2 separate regions of the Mus musculus genome follow, and region 2 is linked to region 1. Evidence: chromatin contacts called from public HiChIP or PLAC-seq data. All regions are on one chromosome and are shown on one strand. The core of a region is the stretch at or near the end of the contact, and the rest is flanking DNA. Distances in the headings are between cores, read along the strand shown.

The links. HiChIP or PLAC-seq counts read pairs in DNA pulled down with a chosen protein or histone mark.
Region 2: a contact with region 1 is called in an H3K4me3 HiChIP or PLAC-seq map of fetal liver, with 2.3 times the contacts expected there. The contact joins the enhancer-like site here to the promoter of Lysmd3 in region 1. A contact is called at or near these places in 13 of 39 promoter capture datasets (the 3T3-L1 cell line, 3T3-L1-derived adipocytes, the C10 cell line and 9 more), 1 of 15 datasets of contacts at CTCF or cohesin (the G1E-ER4 cell line), 41 of 484 Hi-C or Micro-C datasets (3T3-L1-derived adipocytes, the BV-2 cell line, the C10 cell line and 29 more), 13 of 115 datasets of contacts at active chromatin or transcription factors (the 230-238 cell line, the SCID.adh cell line, bone marrow-derived macrophages and 6 more) and 4 of 9 other capture datasets (adipose tissue, embryonic stem cells, liver and 1 more).

The regions. Positions count from the first base shown.
Region 1 is chr13:81,654,592-81,659,164 of GRCm38.p6, reverse strand. It overlaps Lysmd3 (LysM, putative peptidoglycan-binding, domain containing 3), which reads right to left and starts at 1,359. Exons shown (of 3, transcript NM_030257.1): 1 at 1,229-1,359.
Region 2 is chr13:81,741,847-81,746,239 of GRCm38.p6, reverse strand. The region is part of intron 1 of Mblac2 (metallo-beta-lactamase domain containing 2); the gene reads right to left. Among named protein-coding and RNA genes, the nearest start is that of Mblac2, 33 kb to the right of the region's middle. Within about 2 kb of position 2,674, at least 9 of the 459 cell types and tissues checked have an H3K27ac peak or open chromatin away from gene starts, as enhancers often do. A contact at or near this core is called in fetal liver, where this site is marked.

The sequences.
Region 1 (4,573 bases), core at 110-2,609:
AACCACTCCAAATTTGACAGATCCAAGCTAAATGAGAGCCACGTTTCACATCTCAGTTTAAAGTAAGGAGCACACCTGTTTCTACAAGGACGCTTGCACTCCCTTATCTAGGTCTTTTCTAAAAACAAAATAAAAAGCCCACATCTTAGATGTAGAGGATGTCTGTCAGTTTTGTGGAACCAGTAGCAAGTTGCATACATACATACATGTACTACCTCAGGAAGTATCTGTTTCAGATCCTCAAAAGCATCCATCAAAAGCAGAAAAGATTAGATCTAAAGCAATGCATATGGGTGGTTACGTTGCCTTAGGTATGCTATCCCTCTAAAGCGCTCTCCCTCCCATTCTTAGTACAGCTCTCTGAAATTACTGACTAATACCCAGAAGCCATTTGAAACAATGTGTTCTTCTATCAGTCTTTCCCTCACCATGTCTTAATCAGGAATCAAAAGACTCCCGTCTTCGCGCATCTGTCTCTATTCCTCTAAAATGACAGGAAAGCAAAATAAACAATCTGGACACTACGGTCTGACTGTTCATCTGTAATCCAAGTGCCAAGCTGCACTTTGGCCCAGTAAGGTAATGACATGTCAATCTACTAAAGATTAGAAAGTACACGGAATCAAAGCCATCAGCCTCAATTCTCTTTACCTCTCTGAATTATCTATGGAATCTATGGCTTCAGAAAACTAGAACATGTTGCATACTGCACTGCTGACAAACGTCCTGAAAGTGATCATCAATGGGTATCGTGAGCATGTTTTCATCCACCCGGTCTAGACCGGAAAGCGACCTCTCAAATCCCTAGGTACTACATATTAATTGCTGCATATTAATATTTGGTCTTGACCTTCGGCAGGGAGCAAGAGAAGACTCACAGGGCACAAGCCAGTTCAGCACTTAGGACAGAATCACCCCGATCCTATTCTCCAGGGCCAATTTTAAACCTAAGCAACAACTGCAAACTTCCTCCCTCTTCCATTCCACTCGCTTTTATTTTTATTTTTCCCTTTCCTCCGGACGTCCCCCGCAAAGATTACATCTCTGATTTCTAAGTCGCCGCGTCAGACTGGGACGCTTCGGAGCAGATGCTAAGGGGACAGGCAGAATGGCCCGGAAAGGGCTGCCCAAAACCGGGAGGTAAGAGTCCTTCCCGAACCGGGGACAGCGCCCCACGGTGACCCCCCGATCGACGTCCTGCCCCGCCCCGCCCCACAGCCACCGTCACCTGTCCTCTAGCAGGGGCGCGGCGACACGGTTATGTCCTCCACCACAGCCGCGGCCCCGGAGACGTTCATGACCGACTCTAGGTTCTCCGGTGTCTGGGTCCGCTTCTGCCACCGTCGCCGCCGTCGCCGCCGTCCCCGCCTTCCGCACCGACAGCCGCCGCCACGTCCGCAAACCTGCGGTGCGTCATCGCGTAGAGTAGGCGGAGGTGCGAGGGCGCGGGCGGAGGCGGGGAACCCAGAACCCCGCGGCCAACCGCAGGCCCACGCCAGCACGCAGGCGCGCCGATGCGGCCGGGGCGGGGCCTGATTTCAGCCCCGCCTCTAGCCCCGCCCGTCCGGGGGCCGCCGGGCCGTGTTGGACTCCTGCAGTCTGTGAATCTAAACCCAACGGGTCCTCCTGGCTAAGAAACGTACTGAGCGGAGGGCATGCTTGAGGAAGAGCCAATGGAGAGCCGCTGTGCATTTCTTAATGCTCTGTATCTGGCACTTTCTTCTCGGTGGGGCAGAAGAAAGCAAAAACACTGGGCCGTGCTTTACCATATCGAACGAGCCCTAGAGCAGCAAACAAGACAGGCAGAGTGCCTTGGGTCTGTAGGTCAGCAGAGTGAGCCACCTAGCCAAGCTAAGCTCACAGTGCCCTGGAGCTGCACTTTGATGGGACAAAGTTGTCAACAACTTGTAACTAACCTACTTGGATTTGAAAATTAACAGGACGCCATTGGTGTTGCACTATCTATGGCAGTGAAATAAATACCTCTCTTCTGACTTTTTTTTTTTTTTTTTTTTTTTTTTTTAGAAATTTGCCGAAGTGGTAAATACAGTGTTTGTATTTATGCGAATGATGTATGACATTTTAAAGGTGCACCTGGTGTTTTGTGCTGACGACCGACAATGCACTTGACTAAATGCTTACCCATTTAGGTCAACATTGCCTAAAGACGTACCACACTTTTCTTTACAGTCCGAATACTTAGTAATTATAAAGCCTTTGGAACGCTGTTCCAATTTCCAAAGGGTTTTTTGTTTGATTGTTTGTTTGTTTGTTTGTTTGTTCTGTTGGTTCCTTGGTCGGTTGGTTTTCTGAGAAGTGCCTCTGCAAGGACTGGGATTTTACTTACATTGCAATAAGCGCCTTTTACTTGAAAGGACAAGGCACTGTGCTGAACAATGCTACAAAGAACTCCAGGCAAAGACAACCGGGGAAAAAAAAGTTTGCCCAAGTTATTCTTTGAGCTCTTGCCCCTGTGACACCGCTGTCTGTAACCATTTATCACGGAGACATTTTCTCATCAGGAGACAAAGGATATATTCCGTTCTTGATGTGTAGGGCCTCGGCTGTTCAGGCCTCATGAATGTTAATGGAATGCAACCGTCTTTTTGCAAGTAGGTTACTTTTCTTATTTTAATGTCAATAGGCCATGGAATCCTTGGGAGAGTCTGAGGGAGAACGAATTCCAAGCATTTCTTCAGGACTACTACCTGTTTGCTTTGAAGAAACATCCTACACGAGATCTGCAAAGCTTTTGAATGATTGTTTGTATCTAACTAAAATCGAGTATTTGTTTACCAAAAGGGCACACTATGTGTATATTTTATTATTAGACTATACAAAAGAAGCAGTTAGCCACGAATGTTGGCTGAGTTCCAGAAAGTTGGCCGGTAAGAACAAGTATTTGTCTTTGGAAAAGAGGGTGTTCTCAGCAATCCGAAGGCCAAAAGTAGTAGGTTTTTTTTCAGATCTCATCTGCTATGTTGTCCGTTAAAATTGTTCAGTTGAGAAGTACATGATTCTAGGAATTTGTAGTTTTATAGCTAACATTTAGACTGAGACAGAGTAAATGCAGTGTTGTAGAGAGTAAATTGATACCACTTGTGAGGAGCACTGTTTGCTAAAATGCATTAAAATTAAAAATAAAGTTAACTAGGGTTTAACTTTGCTTAGTACCTGCCTTAAATTCACTGACACATAACACTTGAATCAGATTTAACAAATAAGTTTAGGAATGTTTATCAGATTAATGTCAAAAGGAAAAACAATCAGAGTGCTCCTCAAAGGAATAGCAGGATCCTTTGACTTCCTTAAAACAATATAGTACTTGATCAAAAGATTTAGATTCCTCTTTCTTTACAGATTTATTAATAAATTTGTCTCCGAAAAGGAATATGTACGAGAAATATATTCCAGCCATTGCAGATTTAGTTCTTTTTTAAAAAACAAAATCCTGGGCATAAGAACATGTGCTTGGAGCAGAAAACCTAAATAAAAATCCAGACATGGCTGCATGTGTGCCTGTAACCTTCTGGGTTCTGGGGTCCAGGAGAGTGAATTCAGAAGGACCACTGGGACTTGCTGGCCACCAGTGGAGCTTCACAGTCCGTAGACAATTCTGTCTGAGAGGACTTAAGCAGCAGGACAACGGGACACCTGTCTTAGTTAAGGTATCCATTGCTGTGACAAAATTCCATGACCAAAAAGCAAGAAGAGGAGGAAATGGTTTCACTTCCAAATTGCTGTTAATCATGGAAGGAAGTCAGGACAGGAACTGAAACAAGGCAGAAACCCAGAGGCAAGAGCCGATGCAGAGGTTATGGAGGGATGCTGCTTACTGGCTTGCTCGCCATGGCTTGCTCAGTCTGCTTTCTTATAGAATCCAGGACCACCACAATGGGCTGGGTCCTTCCTCATCAATCACTAATTTAAACAAGTACCTTAGAGGCCTGCCTACAACCCTGTTCTCTGGACCCATTTTCTTACTTGAGTTCCTTCTTCTCAGATGAATTTAGGTTGGGGGGGCATTTACGACTATATACATGTAAAAAGATTTCCAAAATGCATTTTAAAGATTAAAAAAATACAGTTACATAAGAGATACACTGTGTTTTCCTTTGGGATAAAACTTAAATGTACATGCCCCACTTTATTATCAATAAAATATTAAAAAATCATACATTGTATTTTGTAATAACTAGACATATTTCCCCAGAGCTAACTGTGCATATCTGAATCATCCTCAAGTTGTTTGGAACTTTGTATCCAAGTGATGCATATCTGAAAAAAAATTCAATTCCCTCAGAAATTAATGCCATTGTCAAAGCCTTAATGATTTTTACATTTCTTCCTAGTCCCCTGTGGCTGACTTCTTTCAGCCCTGCATTGCCACTCTTTGCTACTTTCTATACCTTTTTAGAAGCAAATCTGGAAAATACTGTTATACATTAAAGAAATGATGAAACTAATTTCAAATTGGATTAGGGAGTGAAATTTAAAAAGCCTTCAGTTGTAATTTATATATAGAAAATATTACCGCTTCTCTTCTTGAGACCTTTGCTGGTAGAAAATAAGC
Region 2 (4,393 bases), core at 1,425-3,924, 86 kb before region 1:
TAAAACTAAAAACCAATAACAAGAGAAATGACAAACAAATGCAGGACTGGACAACACGCTTTTGAATGACCAGTGGGTTATAGGCAACATCAGGGATTTTTTTTTTTTAATAATAAATTGGGGCTGGAGAAATGGCTCATCATTTAAGAACACTAGCTGCTCAATTCCTAGCTGGAGAAGTGGCTCATCATTTAAGAATACTAGCTGTTCTATTCCTAGCTCCTATTGGAGGCTCATAAGCTTCTGTAACTTGAGTTCCAATGGAGACCCAGTGCCTTTTTCTGACCCTTTCTGGGTGCACAGACACACATGTAGATAAAACTCCCATACGTGCAAAATAAAAAAAAATAAAATTTAAAATCCCAGAGTCAAATGAAAATGACAGCCTAACAGCATAGGATGTCCTAAGAGGACAGACTAAGTGCATGCTAGTGATTGCACTGAAAATCTCGAGTGCTCCCAAGCATTTAGAGATGCACATTGAGATGTACAAACAGGAACAAGTCAAGCCCAAGGGCAGAAACGGAAAAAACAAAACAAAACAAAACAAAACAACAACAACAGAAAAGAAGGGCAGAAATTTATCAAAACAGATATCAAAAGACTAGGGGAAAAAATGCATTAACTGCCCTTTGAAAAAAATCAACCAACCCTTAAGACAAGACCTAAATCCATAAAATTACAGAGAAGAAGGGGGACATGAAGCAGATTACAATAAAATTCATGACAATGAGGGAATACTTTGAAAACATATTTCAAAAACAAACAAACAAACAAAAAACCCACAAATAACCCACCAAAATTGAATCAAGAAAATACAAACAACTCAAACAGGCCTATAACAAGCAATGACATAAGAGCCATAATAGATGGATTCTCAACACAAAAAGCTCAGGACTGGACAGATTCTCTGCTCATATCTAACAGGCCTTTAAAAAAAAATCAACTCTTTGAAGTACTCTTTGAAGTACTCCATAAGATAGAAATGGAAAGAAACACTCAAACTCATTCAATGAGCCAGTACTGAAATCAGATAAGGACACAATATTAAAACTATAGACTATAGACTATAAAACTATAGACCCATGCAAAAGTCCTAAATAAAATACTTGCAAATCAAATTCAACAACAAATAAAAATTATGATAAAAATCATGATTAAGCTGGTTTTACTTCAAGGATCAAGGATGACTTAACCAATATATACATATCAAGGGCTCGAGAGATGGCTCAGAAGTTTAAGAGTTCATTTTGTTCAACCCAAGTTCAGATGCCAGCACTCGTGGTGGGGCAGCTCACACCCTCCTGCTCCAGCTCCAATGGGATCAACTTCCTCTAGACTCTATGGGCACCTGCGCTAATGTGTGCATCTCCTCCCTGATACACATACATAAGAAAAGTAATATAAATTTCAAAGACTGGAGACATGGCTCCGCCAGTCAGAGCACTTATTGCTGTTGCAGAAGATACATGGTCTGTTCTCAGGACCCACATAAATTCCCCTAATGTGCTTTAAATCCAGCCTGTGAGCTCACTTCAAGGTAATGGTAAACTGCAGAACAAAACACTCCTTGCATTTACATACTATTTGAGTCCAGGGTATCATTCATTGGCAAATCCTGGACCCTTACACTGCTTTGTAGGACTGCTTGGGAAAGGTTAGAAAGCCTCTTTGCGGGGAGATATATCACTGGCAGCGGGGTTTTAGGTTGTCTGTCTGTCTGCCTGCCTGTCTGTCTGTCTGTCTGTCTGTCACTGCCTCCCAGTGCCCCTCACACACACCTCTTCTGCTTCTGCCTGCTGATTAGGATATACAGCTCTCAGGCACTGCTCAAGCAAGATGCCTGGCTGCTTCCTGCTGTGTTAATCATGGACTAAGCCTCTAAAACTGTAAGTAAGTCCCCAATTAAATGCTTTCTTTTAGAAGAGTTGCCTTGGCCATGGTGTCTCTTCAAGGTAAGAAAACAGTGACTAAGAAGTTGGTGCCTGGTGTGGGTTATTACTGTGACAAGTATGATCATGCTGCTTGTTTGCACTGTGGACTTTGGATTTAGAAGAGCAGTTTAACGCATTGAGATGGGCCATGGTAGTATGAGCATGAAAGACAGTAGTGCTGAGAGCAACGTGAACCAGCCAAGCAAGCCCAACTCAAGAGCTTTTAGAGAGGAAGAATATTAGCAAGTAGCTCATGTGGCGCAGTGAGCTGTGCACAGACAGCCTGGTCCCCAGTCGCCCACAGGCCTGGAACCCTGGTGACCACGCCTCCTGGGCCCCTGGCTCCTGTTGCAGCTACAGCCTCCCACAGGGCCCCCCCCCCCCTGCCCCGGGTCCCCTGCAGAGAGGTGTGTGGCCATCAGTCAGTAGGCAATGTCCCAAGCTCCTGGTATTCTGTCTGGACTCCACCCCCATAGTTACCTGCCAACAGCCAGGTATGCTCCTCCCCACAGTTACCTGGTAACAGCCAGGTAGGCCCAGCCCACTATAAAAGGAGCTGCTTGCCCCATCCTTGCTCTCTTACCTCTTATTCTCTTACTCTTGCTCCCATGCTCTACCACTCTCTGCCTTGCCTTACCCCCTTCTCCATATGGCCATGACCGGCCTCTACCTCCCTACTCTCCCTTTCTCTGCCTATCTACAATAAAACGCCTTAAAACCACGGACTGCCTCTTCTTATCGTGCTGGAGCAATGGAGCAGGTCTTCCCCTAATGAGCTGTGCTTCTAACCTCCCACCAGGAGGCTTCCCTGCACTCCAGCCACAGTCTCCACCAAACCAACCCACCTGCTGAACCTGCCTCGTCTCCCCTCCCCATGGTAACCCGCAGACTCTGCCTGTTGCATGCAGATCAGGATATAAAGCTCTCAGCTACTGCTCCAGTGTCATGCCTGTCTGCTTCCTGCCATGAAGATCATGGACTAACCCTCGAAAACTATGAGCAAGCCCCCAACTAAATGCTTTCTTCCCTTGGCCATGGTGTCTCTTCACAGCTCTAGAACAGCAACTAAGATATGGAGTTTTATTAGGTAGATCTTGCTGTCCTAGAACTCCCTGTGTATACCAGGCTGGCCTTAAAAATCACAGAGATCTATCTTCTGCCTCTCAACTGCTAGGATTAAAGGCATACACATTATACTCAGCCACCAAAGAAATATTAAATATGAGCAACACTTTCAACAGAGCAGCAAGATATAAAATTGACATGAAAACCATCAGCTATTTTAGTACACCAATAGCATACTTATAAAGAAAAATACATTAGGAAAAATTAAAATATAATAATTTAAACAGTAAAATATCTAGAAATCAACCAAACAGAGAAGTTGAAAAGCTTGTATAATGAGACCTTTAGCACACTGAAGAAAAAAAAATTGAAGACAAACAAACAAACAAAAAAACCAAAACCAAACCAACAAACAAACCATCTTGCTGTCTTGGTAGTTTCTTTTCCTGTTGCTGTAATCAAAATGCCCTTAACAAAAGAAACTCCAAGACAGGTTTACCTCTGTCATAGTACAGTCTATCATAGCAGGGAACTAAAACAGGGAAGCAGGCATTTGGAACATCAGGCACGTTGCATCCATACCCAAAAAGTAGAGAAATAAATAATGGCTGTTGCTGCTGACCAGCTATTTCTCCATCTTATACAGCTCAGCATTCCTCAGCCCAGGAAATGGTCCTGTCCACAACTGAGATGGATCTTGCCACATCAATGAATGCGATCAAAATGTTCCCTCCACAGGCACACCCAGAGGCCCTTCTCCAAGGTGATTCTAGATTTTGTCAAGATAATAGCACCCACTAGTCTCCTGAACTTCAGGACTTTATGAATTGTGATGACGGCCATGTTACCAAGAAGACTTACAGATTTAATGCGATCACTATCAAAATACAAGTGGCATTTGTCACAGAAGGCCAAAAACAGTTCTAGGATGGACACTGACTCAAAAAACACTTTGACTAGCCAACAGTAGGAGTACCGGTGACAACATCACTACACCTGGTTTCAAGTTCCACTACATGACTGTAGGGGCCACATCAGCATTTAATGACACAAAACCTGATACCAGATCAATGGGAGGGAGCAGAAGATCCAGAAATAAATATGCATACCTGCAGCCACCTAATTTTTGACAAATTTGTCCTAAGTACTCATTGGGGGGAAAGCCAGTTCAGTGACTCATGCCGGGAAAGCAAGATATTCACAGTTTGTGTGACTTCCCCTGGAGAGAATGAGCACACATCTGTTAACCCTCAAAGAGCAGAGCCAATGGGCCACTGAAACAATTCCACCCAAATGAACTTGGTGAGCCACTGAGCTTGCTGGAGTCACTTACAGGAGCCTGGGTAACTAAGACACTCCAGCACTGCAAAGTCTGGCCAGCCTGGGTGATACAC